Regions from separate parts of the Ctenopharyngodon idella genome. Here region 2 is linked to region 1. A link is a contact called in public Hi-C data. All regions are on one chromosome and are shown on one strand. Each heading gives the region's core, a stretch centred on a gene start, on an enhancer-like site or on the middle of the called end of the contact. The rest is flanking DNA. Distances are from core to core; before and after follow the strand shown. Region 1 holds the start of zgc:158263 (ceramide kinase family protein). Region 2 holds the start of magi3a (membrane associated guanylate kinase, WW and PDZ domain containing 3a).

Region 1 (4,788 bases), core at 991-3,490:
GCATTTTGGCACAACGTGCTCTGTTTTCTTAAAGCCAGCGGGTGGCGGTGGCACCGGTGCAAGGGCCCTTTCATCGCTGCTTGCCAGTGTTGCCAATTTAGCGATTTTGTCACTAGATTTAGTGACTTCCCCGTCCCTTTTGGGACTGTTTTCAAAAGTTTAGGGATAAATCTAACAACTTCTTGGACAAACCTTATCTAGATTCTTATTTTGCCTACTGATCTACATATAGATCAGTAGGCAAATTCATTGATCTATTTATATAGATCAATGAATTTGCCCTTATGATGTCATCTACTGACATTTAGCTACCAGTTTTAGCTACTTTTAATTGAAAGCAGTTGGCAACACTGCTGCTTGCAGCTTTAATATAATATTGCTCTCCTTACCCTGAAAGAAATAGGAAATTATAAAACTACAAAACTGTGAAACCATCAGTGATGGTCTAAGACTGTTTATCCTTGGATATAAACTGACTCAAACAAGTGCATCAATAATCATTTAGACATCATGTGGTTTTCTAGGCAAACAAGTCTATAAAATGTGTGGCAATAGATCCATTTAGTCCAGTAACCTATAATTAAAAGAAGTTTCCCTCAGAAAAAAAGACTGATTACTTCTGTCATCCCTTTCTGTTCAGCCATTGAGAATTTTCTCCATCCAATATCACAAGGACATCTGCAGAGGATCTGTTTACATGCCCAGTTACATCCATAACTGGGACAAAGTATGCCTCTGTCTTACAATGAGTTTTAGAGCAGCTGCTTTCAATTTAGGCTTTACTTGCCCAGCTGGATTCCCTCTAGCAACTCCAAAACAACACTAGAGAATGATTATGGAGAAAGCCGCCAAGATGCATCACTGCATCTGTTTTTTGTTTTTTTTTGACACAAAATGGATGATGTCACATTGTCACATTTGACAATGTAGCTGATTGTTATTAAATAATTCATGCTACATTTCTTTTGGATTAGGCTAACTTTGAACCCCTCATAGCCAAGTTGCAAAAATGACAACTTGAAAGGGAAAATGATGCCTGAAAGGAACACATAAACGACATATTGAATGAAATATCTTGAATAAAAATCTTGAATAAAATTATTTATTATAACAATTATATTGTTAGATGTAGCGAAACCAGGATCAGGTGTATTTATTTTTACTACGAGCAGTGCATATATGCTTGTCTAAACCATTGTCGCCACCTGCTGGAGGTTAAAAGGAACTGTTCTGAAGTAGAGGGTACAAGCTTATCAAAACAATATTACAGAACAGACTGGAAAAGTGGATTCTTAATGTGGGCGGGTATACATCTTATTGTGTCTTTACCATTGTAATTAATGTCTAAATTAATATACATTATGATTAGAGACAAAGGATGCATGCTTCTCATCATAATGCGTGCAACTTCTGATATAATATATTAGTATGTGTAGACAAATTAAAAAATAAAATAAAAAATACTTCTGTTTGGAGATAAACATATTTAGGGAACCCTTTTACTTTTGCTGTCAGTCGGGTTAAGCAGATTTTCAGGTAAGTCAACCTTCCAGGTTTAGCCTATTTAACAGAAGAATAGAAACACATAGACAGAAAACAAAATAGACCAAAGATGAGTAAGATGTGCAGTCAAACAGAACTGACACTTGTTTTGACATTTGATGCCAATATTGCATGTGTTCAGACTAATCTTAGATATTGTATAATCATCCTTCACCAAAGGAAAAAAAAAAAAAAGGAAAAAAAAATTGACGGTTGAAGTGTGTTTATTAAGTGTCATGTCATCTAGTCATACCAGTCACACCAACTATATGTTGACAGTAAAAACAAAAGGATGCAGAAAGAAAGGAGAAACTTACATGAATATATCTAAGTTGAATTTCCACCAGTGTTTTGATAGTCTATCTACACATAATATACAACATGTGTCTATTTACTGTGAATATTTATAACACAATTTTCACTAGCTCCGCCCACCACTGCACAGAATGTACTTTTTCCTACATTTAACAATGTTAAAATTCATAAAATCTAATTGATTAATAACACCAGAGGCAGTGAATCAAATATTTTATTTTATAAAGTTTAAATCAATTTTATAAAAGAAAAACTTTGAATGGCAAAAAAGTATTCGTTTGATCTGTTACAATGAATTACGGTCGGTTACCATCTGCATAATCATATTATCCAATGAGAGTTGCGTATGCAAATTTTTCCAGTACAGGTGCGCAACCTCAAAGGGAAGTTAACTTGTTTTATGCAAAGGAACAGTCAAATAGGTCAGTACAGGATAGCGAAGACGGAGCCGTCTTAATTTACTAGATCTTACCTTACTTACATAAGCTTATTTATTAAACTTGGTGACTCTTTTTAACTCACGTCTAAACAAAATGCTTATATTTGTTCGCTTCAAATGTTAGACGCCTTGACCAACTTCGAAATTCTTGCATGGATAAAAATACAGCTGAATATTGCTTGTGAGAGCATGAAGTTCTATAGATGAATGAAACTACCAAAGTGGCGATGGAAATAGATTCGGTGAGAGTCGAGTCAAGTCTGTGGATCGGTAATAAGCGGTACAGGGCTTTCCTGAGCGGATGGTACTTCAGCTGGACTGAGATCGACAAGAGGAACCGGGAGAAGAAAACAAGTACGACATTTATTATCGTTCTCAATGCACCCGTGTTCCAAAAATGCGGTCCAGGTAGACAGCTCACTAAGTTTTGAGACAAGTGTTTGTTATTTTTTTTTTATAAAGATAGCTTGATAGATAAATGTAAATATGTTTATATCGTATTATGGGTTTTCTTGGGGTGTATGACAAAATTACATGACATGGGATATAAAGGTGCTTGACTTGAAGTAGACTTATTTGTAGATGAGTAACCGCATATTTATATGCATAATGTATCAACTAAACTAAAGCCAGACTCGGTCATTTTTTACTAATTATAAACGAGGCAAGAAATGAATAGCACATTTGAGAAATAGCATAATTACTTCAAATGAGATGAAGCCTCCACTCCAGTCTTCTAAAAATAAATAAATTAATAAATTCTACAAGGAGAAGGTCGCCCCCTCATGGGCGCAGCCATTTTGACATCACATGAGCAGTTGTGCACGTTATGGACTCAGGTACTAATATTAATAATAAAAAAATTGTGTTAAATAATATATGAGCCCAAGTCAACAGCATTTATTGTTAAGAAGTAACAAAAAAGCATTTAAAATAATTCTAATAATAAAATAATTTAAATATTATTTGGATGAACAGCCATAGAAATGTAAACGAAAACTTACTCTGACACATCAGTGACTTATAGTCATTCTTATTTGTAGATAATTAACCACCATATAATGCCTGATATACCATTACTATTAGTTTAATTATTGACAAGAAATGTAGAAAAAGGTTAAAGTGACACTTTATGCTCTGTGCGCTATCCACTTTGTATCCACAGTTTTCTTTGAACTTAATTTATGTGCATGACAATATAAATGCTGTCTTAACATGATCTAGCTGGATTCGATTGAAGGGAATAATCCATAAACATATCAGTTTATTGCTTAATGCTCAGCTAATGAATGAAAATAATGTGAAATGAAAGAAAATCATGTTTAAAAGTCCTTCCTTGTTGGATTTGTCTTTGTCTGCATTCTGATGACTTCAAAACAAGTTGAACAGCACCATCAATTCTTGGTAACAAACACTATACACCTTGGCGTCTGCATAAAAGGCCTGAGTAGGAATGGTGGAATGTTTTTTGAGAATGTGAGAAATGGTTACATCACTTATGAAAGAGCGTAAAGTGTCTATCTGTCGTTCTTAGTTTCAGTGCCGGTGTCAGAGGTGATTGGGGTGAAGGAGGGTCGAGTTGAGATCCAAACCCAGAAGAAAGTAGAAGACACTGACCTTGATTTTACATGTAAGTTTCCGAAAGTGATTTTCTTTTTTTTCTGCACAGGGATCAAATACTACAAAGTTAGACTAAACCTAGTTTTTGTCCTTTTCTAATCACATAAGTATTCTATGTGAAGCGCAACAGCAGAGGTAACGGACATGGACTGTCATGGAGTCTGGGCAGGACCCAGTTCTGCTGTCCTAGCCGGGGTGTCCGGGATCAATGGATCACTCAACTCCGAACCGCACTCAAAACCCACAGTATGTACAGCTGAAAATAATACCCTTAATCATTCATCCAGACTCATTATTCTCTAATGACTCATTAACATCTCTCCCTTCATCTACTTCTCCTTTATCAGGCCCCTCGCGTCCTCACAGGTTGTTGGTGTTCATTAATCCTTTTGGAGGAAAGAAGAGGGGGAAACAGATCTTTCACTCTCTAGTGGCCCCTCTGTTTGAGCTGGCTGGCATCAGCTCTCATGTTGTGGGTGAGATACTGAGACTGTCTGTGCCGTTCAATAACTGAACAGTTATCAAGTGTCCCCTTGTTTGCTCTCTGATACGGCCTGCACGTCAAGTAGTACGGTTCTCAAGTGACATCGGCAGATCTTTATCGAGACCTGGGAAAAGGGCTGAATTAAGTAGCAAAGTTAAATAGTCAGACAAAATAGCATATCCTAATCACTAATAATTTTGCATGATTTATTTTTTCTAGAACACATTTTAAAAGAGTCATAACATTCTTTAATATATACAGTATCTCACAGAAGTGAGTACACCCCTCACAATTTTGTAAATATTTTATTATATCTTTTCATGTGACAACACTGAAGAAATGACACTTTGCTACAATGTAAATTAGTGAGTGTACAGCTTGTATAACA
Region 2 (4,770 bases), core at 1,854-4,353, 170 kb before region 1:
TATTGTGATGTATATCCGAATGAAACGGCTTCTCGAACAGGAAAAAATGTGGAGCGGGTCTTGATTTTGTCCTTGACTGGATCTTTGTTTGCTATTGCTGTGATCTCATGTGAAAAACAGGTTGTAAACAGTATACACATCATCAGAGAAGAAAAGAGATGTCTCTACAAGAGGGGAATTATTTTGACGTAAAATTATGAGTGCACGTGAATTTAAAAATGATGTGCACGGATAAATCATACATAATAAATACAGCAATATTCTTTAAAAAAAAAAAATAATAAAAAAAATAAGAGTAGTCCATTTTGATTTCATGGTGACTTAATTTGACAAGGAGATCTGATGGTCTGATGGTTTAAAAGAGATTGTAACTGAAAAGCTTATAGTGACTAAACAGATAAGATTCTGAGTTAGTATGTTTCTGTAATATGATCCACAAACGAGTCATGTTACACAATAATTCAAAGCTACTCTAGATTCCTATGTTATCTAGTAACCATGGTAATTTCGTTATAATCATGTCTGTAGTTTATGGCTTCTGATCCTCACCTGTCCTGAAAGCTCAGGTCTCAGCAACCTTTTTTAGATCCTCATTATTTCTCTCCAACAAACACAAGATTAACAGTCACACACACCTGCAAACACTTGTAACCTAGCTTTAGCAGATTAAATAAACCTTGGGAGTCCTGATGGAAAGTAAAAGTATCTACAAGCAACACGATTAATGAAATCACTGTGGTTGCCCACAAACAGCATCTAGTGGTATCAAAACTTCCTCATGATGGATAGTCTCAATTTCCTCCTGTTGTGGTAACTGTGATAAATGGCTTCAGTTAAAATCCACTTTTTCCTTGAGAGTCCCATTTAATCAAAATGCCAACTACGTAATTATAATAAGCAAATGCTAGTAATAGAATACGCGGTTGACACTGGCCTCACAAAACCTAGAGAGCTGCCTAAATAACAGCATTTTTTACATGAAATGCTCTTAAGCCTGCGTTATCGTGTTCCATATTTCACACTGTAGATTTGAAAGGCATTAGTTATCGTTCTAATCTGCATATTTATCAGGTCAATACCACTGATTGGACAATAATAACCGCGAGCTATTAAAATCCTCTCCGGTTGTACTTTGACGTCTTCTAGTCAAGTCATAGCGCTTTGAACAATACTAATTGCTTCACATTAATAAACGGGGAAATAATAGTGTTAAAGTTATTTTAAAAAAACAACAACAACAACAACAACAAAAAACATCAGTTAAGAAACGAAAGCAGCTACACAGAAGTGACTTGAAACATTGAAACTACACAGCGCGTGAAAGTTTCTGAGACTGGCCAAAGTCTATGAATATTTAATCAGGTAGTTCGTGATTGGTTGTCTGTTGCTAAACAACACATCGTAACATTCGAGCACAAGCAGTGCTAAAAACAACGCTAATCCTCTTTCAAAACTACAAATACGAAACGTTGCTTAACACTGGCTTATAAACTAGCTTTTACAAAAAGAACCCTAGTGCTAATTGTAGAGTGACAAACTGTTGTTTAGGTTAGTAGCTCGCTAGGTTTTAGCAGTTGGGTTAACAAACTAACCTGGCTTTACGGTCTTCAGACGGAGGGGCTCGCGAAAGTGCCGGATGACGGCGAGGGTATCTCGGTTTGTCAGTCCGCTGACAGGCGTGCCGTTCACCTCCAGAAGCACATCTCCGGGACCAGGTAGCCTGCCGACATGGCACACTAACGCGTCCGACAACACCTGTCCCAGGTGCGGGAACTCTCCGTGCTCGGCTCCCCCGCTTATCTCCAGTACGGCGCTGAGCTCCCCGGCGTTACCCCACGAAACGGCGCATTCCTGCACTTTACTGGACCAATGTTTCTTCTTTTTCAGTGTCTTGGACATGATTAATCCCTTTCGTAATCGAGTCTCTTAAAACAGGTTATTTCCTTATGCAAACGCGTTTAGAGCGCAGTAAAGCACAGCGGCTTCATTCCCATGTCTTGGTGAAAAAGGTTTAAAAAAAAAGGTTTCAAAACTTCAGAGTCGGCATTGCTCGGTTCTTAAAATATATTCCCTGTATGGTTCAGTCAAAATTCACGTATTGAGACCCGAACTCAAATGAAGGTAAAAGCTCTCTTCATTGCCTTAAAATCTATGCTAGATCTCACTGCTCACCAAGAAGTGTCGCCAAATATCGTCTTCACGATCCAAACAAGCGCTTTCTAGGAGAAAAAGACACGGAAATAGCAATAAACTACCACCCGAAGCAGGACAGCCTTTATCCAGGCAAATAAAAAAAAAAACATACAGCCTCAAATCGCTTGGTAATACCGGCTGATGAATGAAACGCCGTAGAAAACACTCACATCCGTGTGTAATCCCTCGCGATCTAGGGCGACTGTTGTTAACTTGGGTTTCGCGCACCTGTTCCAATGACATCAGCTACCGGCGCGTTCACGGGAAACGACGAACAACAATATACCTGGATCGAGAATACGAGACTAACTAGGTCCACTGTCCGACGACCTTTGATTTATGTAGAAACGCCCTCTTGTGTGGGTTGTTGTTGTCTGTGTAGAGCTGTCATCGCCCGTCGGTGATTAATTGTAGGCTCAGATTTGCAACTTTGTAGATTTTCACCTTGTTACTTGCGCCAAACGAGAGCAGCGACTGTCAGTGGCGCGTACCGACACCAATGTAGAGTGGACGAGAGCGGGGCAGCCAATGAGAGCGAGAGGGCGGGCTTTCCCATACTATTTCACAATACCAAACTTAAAAAGCCTCTCTCTCTGCCGTGCTTCTAGGGCTAAAAGGTGTTGACTCTGTTGAGGAAAAATTTGCTGCCCTTACAGTCTTGAAAATGCCTGATGAAATATATTTTGAAGATAGTAAGTGGTAAAATGTAAACCAAGGGTTTTCAACCCCCATCCAGAATATTAACAAATACCCCCAGAGTAAAAAAAAAAAAAAGCTACATTTTCTTGGTAAAACTTTATAACATTTTCATAATAATAATAACAATAATTTATTTGAATAGCACCTTTCATTACAAAAATGCACCTCAAAATGCTTTAAAAATAAATAAAAGCTCCAAATAGGCTACTTCAAATGAAAAATATTAACAGAACATTAAAGATGAACCCCACTTTTTTAATAGGCTAGGAATAATAAGATCATAAGAATATACAATTAATATACATACAATGCATAACAAAAGATGGAAATTAAAACTAAGAGCATTAACATTATATAATGCTTACGATCATACATTAAAAATTTGTGATTTAGAATTTAGAAATGTCATAAAATAGAACTTGAATATCAACCTATTTAAACCTACTCCACGGACTCTCGGGTTTCCCTTTAGATGTCCTACAGGTGTTTACTGAACCCTATTTTGAAAACCATGGATGTAAAAGAAAATAGATGAACAACTTCATAATATATTGGTCTGTTATTATGGGTTCATGTGTCGAACAGCTGTGCATATAAACCTTGTAATTTCACACCACCTGTTACACACATTTTTATTATTACACACACATCTATGATGTTGCTTTACAATATAAACATGTAATTTCTTTCTTGCATTAATAGTAGTTTTACAAAGATAATACAGTTAAACAATATTGTATAACAATCTTATCAGGGGTTAAAATCAGGTTTAATCCTAACTTTTAGGGTTGATGCTGTATTATAGTGCCACCTTCTGTTGTAGTATAGAATTGCACCCTGTAAAAATAGTAGGGGAAGATAGGAAAGGTGCACCCCTTAAAAAGTGTAGTTCACCCAAACATGAAAATTCTGTCATCATTTACTCACCCTCAAGTTGTTCCAAACCTGTATGAATTTCTTTCTTCTGCTGAACACAAAAGCAGATATTTTGAAGAATGTCAGTAAACAAACAGTTGACTTCCATAGTATTTTTTTTTTTTTTCATTGAAGTCAGTGGGGTCCATCAACTGTTTGGATTCTTCAGAATATATTTTTTTGTGTTCAGCGGAAGAAAGAAATTCATATACAGGTTTGGAACAACTTGAGCATGATTAAATGATGACAGAATTTTTCATTTTTGGGTGAAGTATCCCTTTAAGAACTTTTACTTTTTAACTATTTTTATGTTTAGCATGTGTATGATGATGATGCATCAGCCAGTGTGTTATTAAGGGGAATAAATTGAATAATTTTACAATAATTAATTTTTTTTGTGTTATGACAACTAAATTAGCAAGAAAAAATCTACTGAAGATAGAAGCCCCTCTGAGTAAAGTTTCACAGAATGTGTAAATGACTTTTAATTTCATTCTTATCAATATTTATATATATATTTAAAGTGACATTAATATAAAATACGAAATGAACTATTCTATTTAAAATTTGTTTTGACAGTTTAGTTGAATAATTGAATAACTAATGACAGACAAAACAGAATCCCAGTATCAATATTCATCTGAAAGGTAATTCTATCACTTAAATAAAGGAATTCATTCATTAACCATTTCAGTCATATTCGACTCTTGGTGATTCTGTGGGCCATCTTTTACCAAATGTGAGACTGTCCATGAATTTTCTTGGTGACAATTTTTCGGGATAGGTCGCCAGATCTTTCCCAAACCCTCCCAATTACATGGCTTGGGACTCTCACACACACTCTTTATACGGACAATTTAGCATCTCCAATTCACCTATACTGCATGTTTTTGAATTGTGGGGGAAACCAGAGGACCCGGAGGAAACCCATGCAGACACAGGGAGAACATGCAAACTCTGCAC

What was found. Hi-C and Micro-C count contacts between places; a contact is called where the count stands out from the background.
Region 2: a contact with region 1 is called in a Hi-C map of muscle, with 3 times the contacts expected there. The contact joins the promoter of magi3a here to the promoter of zgc:158263 in region 1. A contact is called at or near these places in 2 of 2 Hi-C or Micro-C datasets (both in muscle).

Annotation. Positions count from the first base shown.
Region 1 is chr22:4,173,393-4,178,180 of HZGC01, reverse strand. It overlaps zgc:158263 (ceramide kinase family protein), which reads left to right and starts at 2,240. Exons shown (of 13, transcript XM_051879934.1): 1 at 2,240-2,650; 2 at 3,831-3,926; 3 at 4,025-4,162; 4 at 4,264-4,392. The coding sequence starts at 2,500.
Region 2 is chr22:4,342,151-4,346,920 of HZGC01, reverse strand. It overlaps magi3a (membrane associated guanylate kinase, WW and PDZ domain containing 3a), which reads right to left and starts at 3,103. Exons shown (of 20, transcript XM_051879901.1): 1 at 1,593-3,103. The coding sequence starts at 1,899.